Linked DNA regions of Mus musculus: region 1 is linked to region 2. Evidence: chromatin contacts called from public Hi-C data. All regions are on one chromosome and are shown on one strand. The core of a region is the stretch at or near the end of the contact, and the rest is flanking DNA. Distances in the headings are between cores, read along the strand shown. Region 1 has its middle 64 kb from the start of Gm41499. Region 2 holds the start of Clic6 (chloride intracellular channel 6).

Evidence for each region. Hi-C and Micro-C count contacts between places; a contact is called where the count stands out from the background.
Region 1: a Hi-C map of rod photoreceptor shows a contact between it and region 2, with 3 times the contacts expected there. The contact joins the enhancer-like site here to the promoter of Clic6 in region 2. A contact is called at or near these places in 2 of 39 promoter capture datasets (hematopoietic stem and progenitor cells and neutrophils), 1 of 484 Hi-C or Micro-C datasets (rod photoreceptor), 1 of 115 datasets of contacts at active chromatin or transcription factors (embryonic stem cells) and 1 of 9 other capture datasets (adipose tissue).

The regions. Positions count from the first base shown.
Region 1 is chr16:93,018,509-93,024,278 of GRCm38.p6, reverse strand. No RefSeq gene overlaps it. Among named protein-coding and RNA genes, the nearest start is that of Gm41499, 64 kb to the right of the region's middle. Within about 2 kb of position 2,913, at least 20 of the 459 cell types and tissues checked have an H3K27ac peak or open chromatin away from gene starts, as enhancers often do. A contact at or near this core is called in rod photoreceptor, where this site is marked.
Region 2 is chr16:92,495,458-92,501,689 of GRCm38.p6, reverse strand. It overlaps Clic6 (chloride intracellular channel 6), which reads right to left and starts at 3,543. Exons shown (of 6, transcript NM_172469.3): 1 at 2,133-3,543. The coding sequence starts at 3,236. It overlaps 2410124H12Rik (RIKEN cDNA 2410124H12 gene), which reads right to left. Exons shown (of 3, transcript NR_165041.1): 3 at 4,320-4,640.

The DNA.
Region 1 (5,770 bases), core at 1,664-4,163, 520 kb before region 2:
ATGGTTTCCAGACTGAGTTCTCTTCATTCTGCTTCAATCAAACAAAAGACTGAGACATATTGAAAACAAACACAGGTGTGAAAATACTGTTGTCTTCCACTCCACTAACACAAGCATCAAAGTGATTTATGAAAATATAACTATACATGTTTTTGAGCAATATTACTATTTCTTTAAGAAAGAACACATTATTTTCAAATATGTGGCATTCATATTAATATGAGATTTAACATTGTTATTAAAAATAAATTAATAAGCATTTTAATATCAGGTTTACTTTTTCAATATAATTATCGATACAAGTATCACATGTGAACAACCAAAGCTTTTATTACCTCAATAATTCTTAATTTGGCACAGAGACACCAAGATTAAAAAGAGAGAGTTTAAGAACATACTGGTCATTTCTTTGAGCTTTCTCGACAACAATATGAACTAAGCAGTACCCCGGAGCTCTTGTCTCTAGCTGCATATGTATCAAAAGATGGCCTAGTCGGCCATCACTGCAAAGAGAGGCCCATTGGACTTGCAAACTTTATATGCCCCAGTACAGGAGAACGCCAGGGCCAAAAAGGGGGAGTGGGTGGGTAGGGGAGTGGGGTGGGGTGGGTATGGGGGACTTTTGGTATAGCATTGGAAATGTAAATGAGCTAAATACCTAATAAAAAATGGGGAAAAAAAGAAAAAAAATAAATAAAAGACAGTCTCTCACCAAAAAAAAAAAAAAGTAAGTTTGAGTATCTAGCAAATTCTTTTCTTCTTGCAAGTTTACCCCACCCCTCTAACCATCTCACTGACAAATTTAGTCTGTGCTTCAAAGCTAAACTTTAAAGCCATCTTTGTGTTTAGGCAATGTCTGCCTTCTCCTGAAGTGGGAAATGCCTCTCATCCAATCTGTGGGGAGTTTGGGGCAAGAAAACTTGCAAGAAAAAAGAAATAGGTTTACCACATTGCCACAATGGCATGAGTACGGGGTGGGAGTGTCTCCAGGAGCCTGAGATAGTAGACACGCAAGTGCTTGTATTTCTACTCCTACAAGGTAGAGTTAGCTCTATGTGCGTGCGCCCAAGTGCAAGAGCCCAGAGGTTTTCCTGCAAACATTAACTATCTATGCATTCAAAGTGGCCATTTCCGAAATCAACTGTTCAAGACAGCCACAGTGTATGAGGCACTTAGCCAGGGAGGTGTTAGCTGGAAAAACAAAATACTCTCTTATACACTGGGGACCACTGCTTTTCAACCTTGGTTATTCACTTGGAAACATCTAGGGTGCTTTTTAGAAGTGCTAATACCTGGGCTTGACTCCAAGAGATTCTGATCTTTCAAAAAAAAATTTCTAGGGTGTGAAATGGATGTTGGGACTCTAAAAATCTTCCAGTGGATCTCAAACAATGACTGAGATAGTGAGCCATTGGTTAAAGTGTTGGGGTTTCAAACAGACACCTCCGAGTCTCTGCATTCATTCATTCATTCATTCATTCACTCATTCACTCATTCATTCATACACTCACTCACTGCTTTAGTGGATACTTGTGTGCCTACTATGCTCCAGTGCTACTCAAGGGTCAGAGAGCAGTAAACAAGAGAGAGTGCCTGCACTCGTGAAGGTCATGAGGCTGAGGAAGGACACACTAAGCTCATGGGCAATGTGCTAAGTGATTCCCTATCATCAACAGAAGAGGGGTACATCACGGTAAAGGAACAGAGAGGCTGCCTGTGCTACGTATGATCTGGCCTTCCTGAAGTCCCCTCTGACAAAACAAGAAACCGAGGGTCACAGTCATGACAGAAGGACCCAGGTGGCTACCTGAGAATGCCAAGCCACTGACAAGGAATCTTCAGTGCCCGCATGTCAGCAAAGTCTAGGTATGCCTGAAGCAAGAGCGAGTTAGCTGGGGTGGGGTTGGGGGGTACAGAGATAGAAAGAGGAGAGCGGAGGGAGAGAAAAGGCGTGCGCAGGACTGGAGGATTGCTCTGCCTTGCAATCAAGACTGTAGAGTGAAGAGCACACTTACACCCTGCTCTGACATTGCCTTTAAAAGGTCACTCAGAAAACACTGCCGGGGATGGCGCACCCACCAGTCACGGATAGGGTCAGACAGAAGAATCAGGAAGCTGCTACCACCCGAGGAGCAGGTGAGAGCATCCTCTCACCCAGAAAGGAGTCTTCCAAGATACATTCTATCGAGGAGGGGTGGGAAGGAGCTGAAGTAAATCACTGATGGATTGGGTTTGAGGATGAGGGCTTCCAGGCTCTGTGCCAGGATAGGATCTCTGCTCCCTACGGACATCAGTAAAGAAGCTGGGAAAGGCAGGAGCTCTAGGTTACAAATGAGAAACCGAGGCCAGGAGGTGAGTGAGTAACGAAGAGAATTACAGGGACAGAGAAGACCTGGAACTGTGGAGCACCCGTCGGCTCTTTAGACGCCAGCCCCAGTGAGCCCCTCTGCAAAACCAAGTATATCCTGGAGGTTTGCAGGCCAGCTGAGGAGCCAGGCCGCCGAGATCAGCATAGATGCTTACCAGTCCCGCACCACGTGGCACATCCTAGTGGCTGAGTCAGGTGAAAGAGGCCATGGGTGTAGGTGAGACCACCCCTGCCACAGGGTAAACAAGGGGTCCTGGAGATCTGGAGGGCAGAGGAGGGTAGGTGGAAGAGGTCAGCCTCAGATCACTTGGTGAAAGAGTCTAATAAGCATCCATTCAGACATCAAAGTATAAAGTCATGTGGTTGAACCAAAGAGTCCAGGTGTGAAGGCTGGGGGTGGATGTTAGAAGGGTGGACTTGAGGGGGCTGGAGAGTTGCTGATAATTAATTTATAGCCATCTCAACAGAGACCTTCAACACCCATCCGATACTTAGCGATCCTGTAGCCTTCTAGCACCGATAATAGAGATTACACAGATAGTAATGTGATTTCAAGGTGATAGTTAAGCTTATTAGGGAAGCAATAATAAAACCTTCGTGAAAACAGGTCAAGAATACAGTTCTAATTTAATAACAAGCTGGATTAATCGGCTCGTCCTTAGAAGAGGTTTCATAATCATGGAGCCTTTGAACTCCACGGGGGAGTTAACAGTAATTATTGTCAATAAGACCAGAGATCGCTTTGAAATAATAAGGCGTTAAAATAAGGTGTAAAAAAGCAGCTGAGTGCTTACCATTCGCACAAAGCAACAAAACAGCTTGGGGCAAAATGTGTGCCTGGCCTCGGAGAGACTCGGGCAGAGTTGTTTGCCCACCAGGGTAGAGTGCACTTTTGCGTTTGTTTTGTGGGTGTGGCTTAGACAAAACAACCGAGGAAATATTTGGATGCCAAACTCTTGGTAATGCACAACTGGTTTGGGGAGTTTAGAGGGTGTGAACACCTAAGTTGGGGCTTTCAGTTAGGCCTATCATCCCTCAAAATACTAGGTAGGGTACAGAGAAACGAAACACAAAAGTAGCCTAGATACCCCCACACACCTCTCCCTCCCTGTGTGTGTGAGCTTGCACATCTATATGTTTATGTATGTGAAAGCATCTATTTGTTTTTGTGTGTCTGTGTGTCTAATCAACCAAAAACATGCCCTTAAATCCAAATGTTATTTCTCTAAGCTGTGGCCACACTGGATGGGAGCCAATAATGGAAAATCCAGGAAGAAAGAGTTTGCCTATCGAACCCTGGTCCAGAAAGTGTCCCCAAGCAGGGAACTGTGGGTCTACTCGTTCCCTCTCCCCCCGCCCCCCAACTGAACTGAGGATGTGTAACAGGAATTGACTGTGACCTGATACAGCAAAGCTGTGTCCTGTGAACCCAGCCTCCACCCAGGACCCACCCAACACCATCCAATCAGGACAGCCGGTCTTCATTTGCATCTGGAAAGTACCTGACTGAGTATTGTATGGCAGGCACCCCTGATGGTAAGAAATGACCATTCTACTGCAGGTTCTCTTGAATCAGCTGCCTTCTGGTTATAGATATGCTGGCTGTGCCCCAGCTGTAGACACAGTGAGGTAAATTCTCCTTCCACTGTGGCGGTGTAATGGATGGGTTCATTAACCCAGCCACCAATGCCCCAGTGCATCTGAGAGTCAGAAGAAGGGGAAGCAGAGAGTCCCGTGGAGGCCTGGGAGTCCTTGTGCTAAGGCTTCTGCTGCTTCAGTGGGAAGATTAGCTCTTGTGAGTGACAGTTTGGAACTGGGGGCATCTTCAGTGTATAGATGTTCAGGGGCGAAGATGGTAAAACTCACAGAGCACAGAGTGGGTGTCAGGTGAAAGGGGGTCTGGTCTTATGCTTTCCACAGCCTCTGCTGCTAGCACACAAGCAACATTACCGCCTATCATAGAGTGAGTACGACATCTGGGGTGTTTAAATCGAAGTAACAGTATAGGGAAAACAGAGAAGTGAAATGCACAAAAAAGAAGAAAAGAGAGAGAGAAAAGGGAAGAGAAAGAGGGAGGGAGAGAAGGAAAGAGGAAGGGAGAGAGGGAGGGAAGAAAAGAGATACAAAGAGTAGGAAGAAGGGAGGGAGGAGGAGGGAGGAAAGGAGAGAGGTGGAAGGAGGGAAAGAAGGAAGGAAGGAAGGAAGGGAGGGAGGGAGGGAGGGAGGGAGGGAGGGAGGGAGGGAGGGAGGGAGGGAGGGAAAGAGAAATTGCCACTTGTCTAAATGAACATAAAACAGGAACACACAATCAGACAGCAAACATGAAGAAGTTAGTGTGGGGCATAAAGACAAGAAATGGTGTGCCATGGACTTCTTAGGATTTCCAGGGGCTCCTAGATGAGAGGCACGCAGGGGCTTAGTCCCACAGGCCTTGCTGGCTGAGGGGCTTTAACTCACTGTATCTGTGTGGCACATCTTCTGCAAACCCACACCCTCAAAGGGTCCTCAGCAGAAACAGACCAAACGAAGGCTTGATAGAGGAGAGTAGACATGGAATCCACCCTACAGCTGCCTTGGGGTCTGGACCAACGTTTGGAAGACAGTCCAATTTCCGACACAGCCCTGCCACTGACTTGTGAGGTGATTGCGGGCCAATTGCTAGATCTCCCTTCTTAGCCATTCAGCCCTCGCTGCTCCTGCTCGCTGCTGAGATGCGAGTGATGAGGGCCTCGTGGTTGTGTGCCACACTGCTTTATTTTATTGGCACCTAAGTGTTGGAGAGCTTGGAGTTAATCCTATTGAAAATCAAAGTGCTCTCTGCCTGAGGGAGGAAGGATCATCATGGTGTTTATTGGTGGTGGTTTTGGTGGGTACTGGTGAGGGCTGACCGTGTGATCCCAGGCCTGGTTTAGCACGTGCTGCAGGAGCCCTCCCCCTTTCCTCATACCCACACCCTGGCAAGGGTTTAAACGTGTGGGCAGGTGAGTCCTCTGATATTTCCTTTGAAAGTTCACAGGCTGAGGGCTGCCTTGCAGTGTCAGTCAAATCTGCCCTCTGAGTTACTGAGGAGTTCCTGCCAGAGTTCAGGTTTTAAACTCACAGCGTACTCACGACTGGAACAAAACCCACTCTGTATCCTAGCACTGCAGACAGAGTCAAATGGCAAACTGAGTTTAAATTAAACATAAGGGATTCTTCCTAACGCAGTGTTCTGGTGACCACTCAGAGGAAAGATGTCTGATCTGTGGCAGTAACGTTTATAAAGATCACAGACCTTCACCTTAGGTAAAGAGGAGACTCCGTCCACTTTGCAGACAGTGGCTCTAAGTTTGCAGCATGTCAATCCACACCACCAGTGGTTCCGTCTGACGTAAGCATTGCATCATCAACGTGTGGTCCCCC
Region 2 (6,232 bases), core at 2,294-4,793:
TGTCAAGCAGAGAGTCACGACTCATCCAACCCATGTCCCATGTACATCCACTGTGCGCAAGCTTCACTCCCAGCCACTCCGACCTTTGCCCTAACCAACCACCTTGGAACAATAGTCGCAATGATAGTTGCTTGAGGTTTCATAACACTCTCATCCCCATAAATTGAAGATAGTTCAACACCTAGAGAGAGGTTCCCTTTAAAAAATGGCAGGATTAGAATGAGGGAGAACTCCTTGTACCACATCACAGAAGCTGGGGGGAGGGAGCAGAGGCAGGGGAACACCCCCTGGCACTGCTAATGCTGAGCCAGGAACAATTCCAAGGGCTTAGCATGACCTATTCCTGAGACTTCATAATAACCTCTAGGGGAGGGAGCTACGTTATTGTGAAAGGAACCAACTAGTACGGAGATGGTGACCAAGCCAGAATTTGCTCCAGATCCACTGGCCAGTGTCTCATTCAAAGCCTCATCGTTTCCACACCTGCAGTCTGCACTAGGGACCTAATGATACATTTAATCTGCCCAGGGAGGAGGCAAACACAGGTGAAGTCCTCAGGGACTCCTGCATGCTGCTGACAGGTGGAGGCATGGTCAGGGCAATGGTGCAGGAGACTCACTCCAACAGAGGGTAAAGTGGGTGCACGCCTTCAAGGCTGGGAGAATCAGGAGTATGGCTCTCCCCTGGTACACAGTACCTTCCTACAGCCGCCACTGCAGTGCCATTGGTGACCCGGGGACCCCACAATGCTAAGGGAAGGCCAGAGAGAGAAGAAAGGAGGCAAAGAACTGAGTCCTGAAGGACTTGTGCCTGGGCCGGGAGGTTGGATTTCCTTGCAACTCTGCGATAAAGAGAGTAGTGGGGGGTCAGGTAATGATGCAGAGGAGCAGTTCCCTCCATAACTGCAGGCCAAGCAGGTTGGCCGGGATCATCACACAGCCACGTGACCAGAACCATGCAAAATGTCCTCCTAAGGGAACAGACTGGAGCCACCCTGCTCCTGCACGCCAGTCTCCACAGGACTAGTGAAGGGCTGTGCCAACATGTTGGACTCCACCGTTTTCGCCCTCTCCTACGGTCTTTAAAATAGAGCTAGTGTGCAAGGAGCCATCTCACTGTTTAGAAGCAAGGGGAGATCTCAGCCATCTCAGACACTTGGTTAGGTCCTGGTGTTAATCTCCTGGGAACATTTTTCTTTTTACTTATTAAAATCTCAGCCAAAGGGGTTTAGACCGTCTGTAAACGTGAAGGGATTTCTGAAGGATTAGGGTTCATTCGACATGTAACACATTCTTCACCCTATTATCTCTAGCTTCCTGGGGTCTGACCAAAGGTCCCCAGGAAAAACTTTTTTCTTTTAAACAAAGCTCTTGGTGTGAGCCACTGCTGGACTTTGTCCACTTTTTTTTTTTTTTTTTGGAAGCCTTGTAAAAATGCCTGTTTACACTCAAAACTTCCTCCTTATGTGTCTACAGACTCTTTCAAAAATGAAATCATGGCTTTCTTCCTGACGGAAAGGGAGACCAGAAACATATTACTCAGACAAACGATGTCCAAGTCTCCTGCATCCTGAAATCTGCCAAAGTAAACCTTAAAATGTTCAATAAACAAGACAGTGTATAGGAGACTTCCCAGTGTCCCCTGGACGAGGTTTTGTTTTGTTTTGTTTTGTTTTGTTTTTTCACCTGAAAATGCTGGGCAGCTCTGGGCCTCTGGGAGTTAAGTCTGGGAATTCTCATGTTGAACCTACCTGTTCACATTTTTTCACTCCAAGGATTAAAGCCTTCTTTAGCTGAAACCTTTTGAATACTAATAAGGCTGGTCACTTTTTTTGTTTTCTTCCTAATTCTTAGGAATAGAAGGGCCAGTTAGGATGTTCAGGACAAGGGATAGTGGAGTGTCACCAACCACACACACACACACACACACACACCCCTGACTTCCAAACCTTACATGGTTCATGCTACTGACTCTTGAGATGCTGGGGATGGCCCCTCATACGAGTTAGGCAAACCACTAACCCTCATTCACAGCCCTGACTCTCCTGAAACCCTAGCTGTTCCTTCTGACTGATTGAAGCACTTGAGTACGGTTTTGGTTCTGTGGGTAGGCCCTGGGGGCGCAAGATTTACCTTGACGAAGAGGGTGATGTCGTGCTCCTGTCCCGGATCCCCCTCCTCCAATGCTGGGCCATTCTCCCTGCGGCCGTTCACTCGCCCCAACTCTTCTCCACCCTGGACGCTGGGCTCCTCAGCTAAGTGGTTGCTGAGCTCTGCCTGGGATTCCTCCTCGTGTTCGGTGGATTTGGCCTCCTCTCCATCAAGGCTGCCGTCGGGGGGCTTCTCTTGGATGGCCCCCTCGCAGGGTCCCTTCAACTCGGGTTCTGGCCTCGCTTCTTCCTCCCCGGTCTCCTCCTGGAGCTTGCCCTGGTCCCCATTCTCATGAGCATCTACTCTCGCATCCTCGGAAGCTGCTTCCTCGGACCCGTCTTTCCCCAGGGTCTCCCCTTCCCCCGCGGCGTCTGCGGCCGAAGCGCCCGCCAGCTCCCCGGACTCGTTCCCTCCGATCTCTGTGGTTACAATCTCAATCGCCTCATCCTGGGGCTGAGGGCTGCTTTCCCCTCCACCCTGGGGCTCACTCTCCGACCCAAGTGGCCCTCCTGCGGGTGCCTCTGTGTCCATGTTGTCCCCTGCAAGTCCCTGGACTTCTGGGTTGATCTGCAACCCTAGCGCGCCGCCTCCCTGCGCTTCCTGACCAGATTCTGCCTCTTCCCCTGCCTCTGAGGCCGTGGGGTCCTCGGGCTCCCGGCGAGAGTCCCCAGGGACCTCGGGGGCCTCACCCTGAGAGTCTAACCCAGAGCTCATCCCCTGCACCTGCTGGGCGCTTGGCGCCTCCTCCGCTCCCTGCGGGATCGCGCCCTCGGGGTCGCGCTCCGCAGCCTCCGCTTCACCTGGAGCTCCGCTGGCGCCCGGCGTCTCGGCCTCAGGGCCGGTGCGCGGGTCCTGCGCCTGCGCTCCCCCAGTTCCCTCGTCCTGCCCACAGCCTCCTTCCTCCTTCCCCGAGGCCCTGGCCTCTACGCCCGCCCCCAGGTCCCTAGGTGCCTCTGCAGCTTCCTCGCTCGCTTCCCGCCCCTCCAGGTCCGCAGCTCCTGGCTCTCCTGGTCCCTCGATTGTCGCACCTTCGGGTTGCCCCTGGGAACCTGGAGCGACCTCCTTGGGCTCCGTGGCCTCAGCCATGGTAAAACACCCTTCCTCGACGCTGCTCAGGGTGAGGGGCAGGGGCTGACGTGCCCCCTCCGGGAGGACACCCCACTCGCGGTTCTAGAAGCGAAGGTTTCGCTTGATGCAAAATCTAGAGGGCCCCAAGACTCTATGTCCCTTTTCCCTGTCTTAAGGTCTTTGGGTTCTTCCTCAAGAGTTCCTGTTTCTCCTAAATTCGCGCCCGGACCCCAATCCTTCTGTGCAGGCCAGGGTGTGGGGCTAAAGAACTCAGCTTGCCTCTTGAAGTCTTTGGAAGAGATGGGCTGGTTCCCTGCGGTCTCAAGGGTTGACCAGAAATTCTCAGAGCCAGTTCTCCCCTCTTAGGGCTTGGGCGGGGTTTGTCTTCCCCACCTCCTAGCCACTTTGGGTGGCCTGGGAAGCTAGCCAATGACAGCCTTTCTGCGGCTTTTGTGGATTTTAATGAAAAGACTGATTTTACTGGCCACTTTAGCGTTTTCTGGAACAGCTTCAAGTTTCAGAGCCATTTAAATCACGGTCACATACTTCAGTATTGGATTCCCACCTTACCTCACTTCACCATGAAGGCGACTCTGATGCTGAGTGGAATAGACCCATCCCATCCCTGCCTCAGGTTCCACAGAAAAGGTATTAACCCCAAAGGGAGGAATGGCTGCCCTCCCATTTCTGTGAGTTCCAGGAACCTAAAGATGGAAGGGACAATAGCCTGGCGTGCTTGTTGAGGTGGTGGGGGGAGGGGAGGAGAACCAGACGGATACCTCTCCTTCTCCAGCCCCTGAAGACCCTAAGAATCTGTGCATCCCTCGGACTCAGATTTCCTTACTCATGTCCAGTGCTTGGGTCTCAATATCGTGGTTAGGGCGTTGGGGGTTGAAGGTGGGGGAAGAAAATTCGGGATGGGAAAAAAGGAAGTTATAGAATTAACTGGGCCAGGAGTCCCCCACTATCACCCGTCAAAAACTTCTTTCAGAGAAGTTTTCAAAACTATTCCACTGAATTGATAGAGAGAGGACCTCCCACCCCAAACTGTGAGGCCAGCATTTCCCCCTTATCAAAGGACACACCAACTCTAGACCAATATTGCTGATGAGTATAGATGCAAACATTATTAACAAAACACCAAGGGTTTGAATACAACAGCATATCAAAAAGATCATCCACGGCTATCAAGTTGGAGGTTGGAGGTTGCAGTGGTGGCTCAACACATGCAAATCTATAGGCGCAATGCGTCAAAACAACAGAATGTATGACTTTAAAAATCACATGCAGGCTGGAGAAATGGTTCTGGAATTAAGAGTGTGTACTGCACCCACATCAGGTAGCTCACAACTTCCTCCAGTTCTGAGGATCCAACGCCCTCTTCTGGCTTCAAATGGCACCTGCACTCACATGCACAAACCCCTGCAAGAATAACATATATACAGATGATTAAAAAATAAATAAATCTTTTTTTTGAAACAAAATGTGTTCATCTCAGTAGGTACAGACAAGGCACTTGATAACATTCAACATCCTTTCACAATAAAAGATTTGAATTTTTTTCATAGACAGATAATATCTCAACATAATTTAAATTGGTTGGGTGTTTTGTTTTGTTTTGTTTTGTTTTTGTTTTGTTTGAGGCGAAGTCTCATGTAGCCCAGGCTGGCCCAGAGCATACAATATAACACAGGATGATCTTGAACTTTGACCCTGCCTTTGCTGAGATTACATCACCTCGTCACGTCTCGATAAAATGCTGGAGACTGAACTCAAGACCTCCAAGGATGCTGAGCAAGCACCCGGGAAGGCGTTGCCTAAGAATGATGGAGCCGTGGGGATTTCAGTTTGACTTCTCAGGCTCTTACTGCTTTTAGCCACCACACCCACAGAGGATCCTGTTATCTTGACAAGAGAGGGATGCATGTTGAATTCTTCCTTTGTATCCCCATTGCTCATCCCTGATGGATAACTAAAGCTGTGGTTTGAACGTGTCCCTGAAAAGTCCATGTGTGGACTTTGGGGGTGTATTGAGAGAGAGAGAGAAAAAGAGAGAGAGAGAGAGAGAGAGAGAGAGAGAGAGAGAGAGAGAGAAACTGTACATGAATGTATGGGTGCCTGCCTGCCTGCCTACCTATTTGTCTGTCTGCCTGCTCCCTTCCTTTCTCTCTGTCTCTGTCTATCTCTCTGTCTCCCTCTGTCCCTGGGTGTCTCTCTCTGTCTCTGGGTGTCTCTCTCCTTTTCCTTTCTTGCCTTCCTGACTTTTGTTGCTGTATCCGAAGCACCCATCTATACCACAGGACAGTGCATCAAGAAAGCATTTTTGAGATGCTAATGCTTTGCTATTGCCATTCCCAGACCCTAAAACTGTGAGCAATAAATTTCCAGCCCTTATTAATCACTTGGAGAAGCATGGAACCGAGACAACAGGACAGATGGACACCCATATCCACATCACATTTCTCTGAGGCTGAACTCTACCTAGAAAGAACAAGAAGAAAGCCATAGCTTTGAATAGAAGTCACAAAACACTCAAAGCACATCACACACATACACACACACACACACACACACACACACACACACACACACACCCTGGGTAAGATAGACAGACATGTCAGGTAGACCCTACGTGGCTCCTGATGAAGGAATCCTGATGCATTCACCAGAGAGAGAAAGCATCTATCACTCGTCTCTAAGAGGAGAACAAAGGCAGCAGTGAGGTCCTAGCAGCAACTGGTACCCATTCGTGTTCCTTCATGTAAATATTCCAAACCCGATGTGCCACAGGAATCAGAATCCTAAAAACAATGGTGGCACGGTATCTCGTATCATATGTTGCTTGACACGCAGGACCCACCACCCTGTGATCCAATAGGGAGATAGTTTCTCAGTGTCGCAGACAAATAGCACATTACGTAGGGAGTGTAGAAACCAGGGGAGATGGCTCACAGGGCAAGTTCATTCTGTGAGAGCCGGAGGACCTGAGTTCGAATCCCCAGTACCACCTAAAA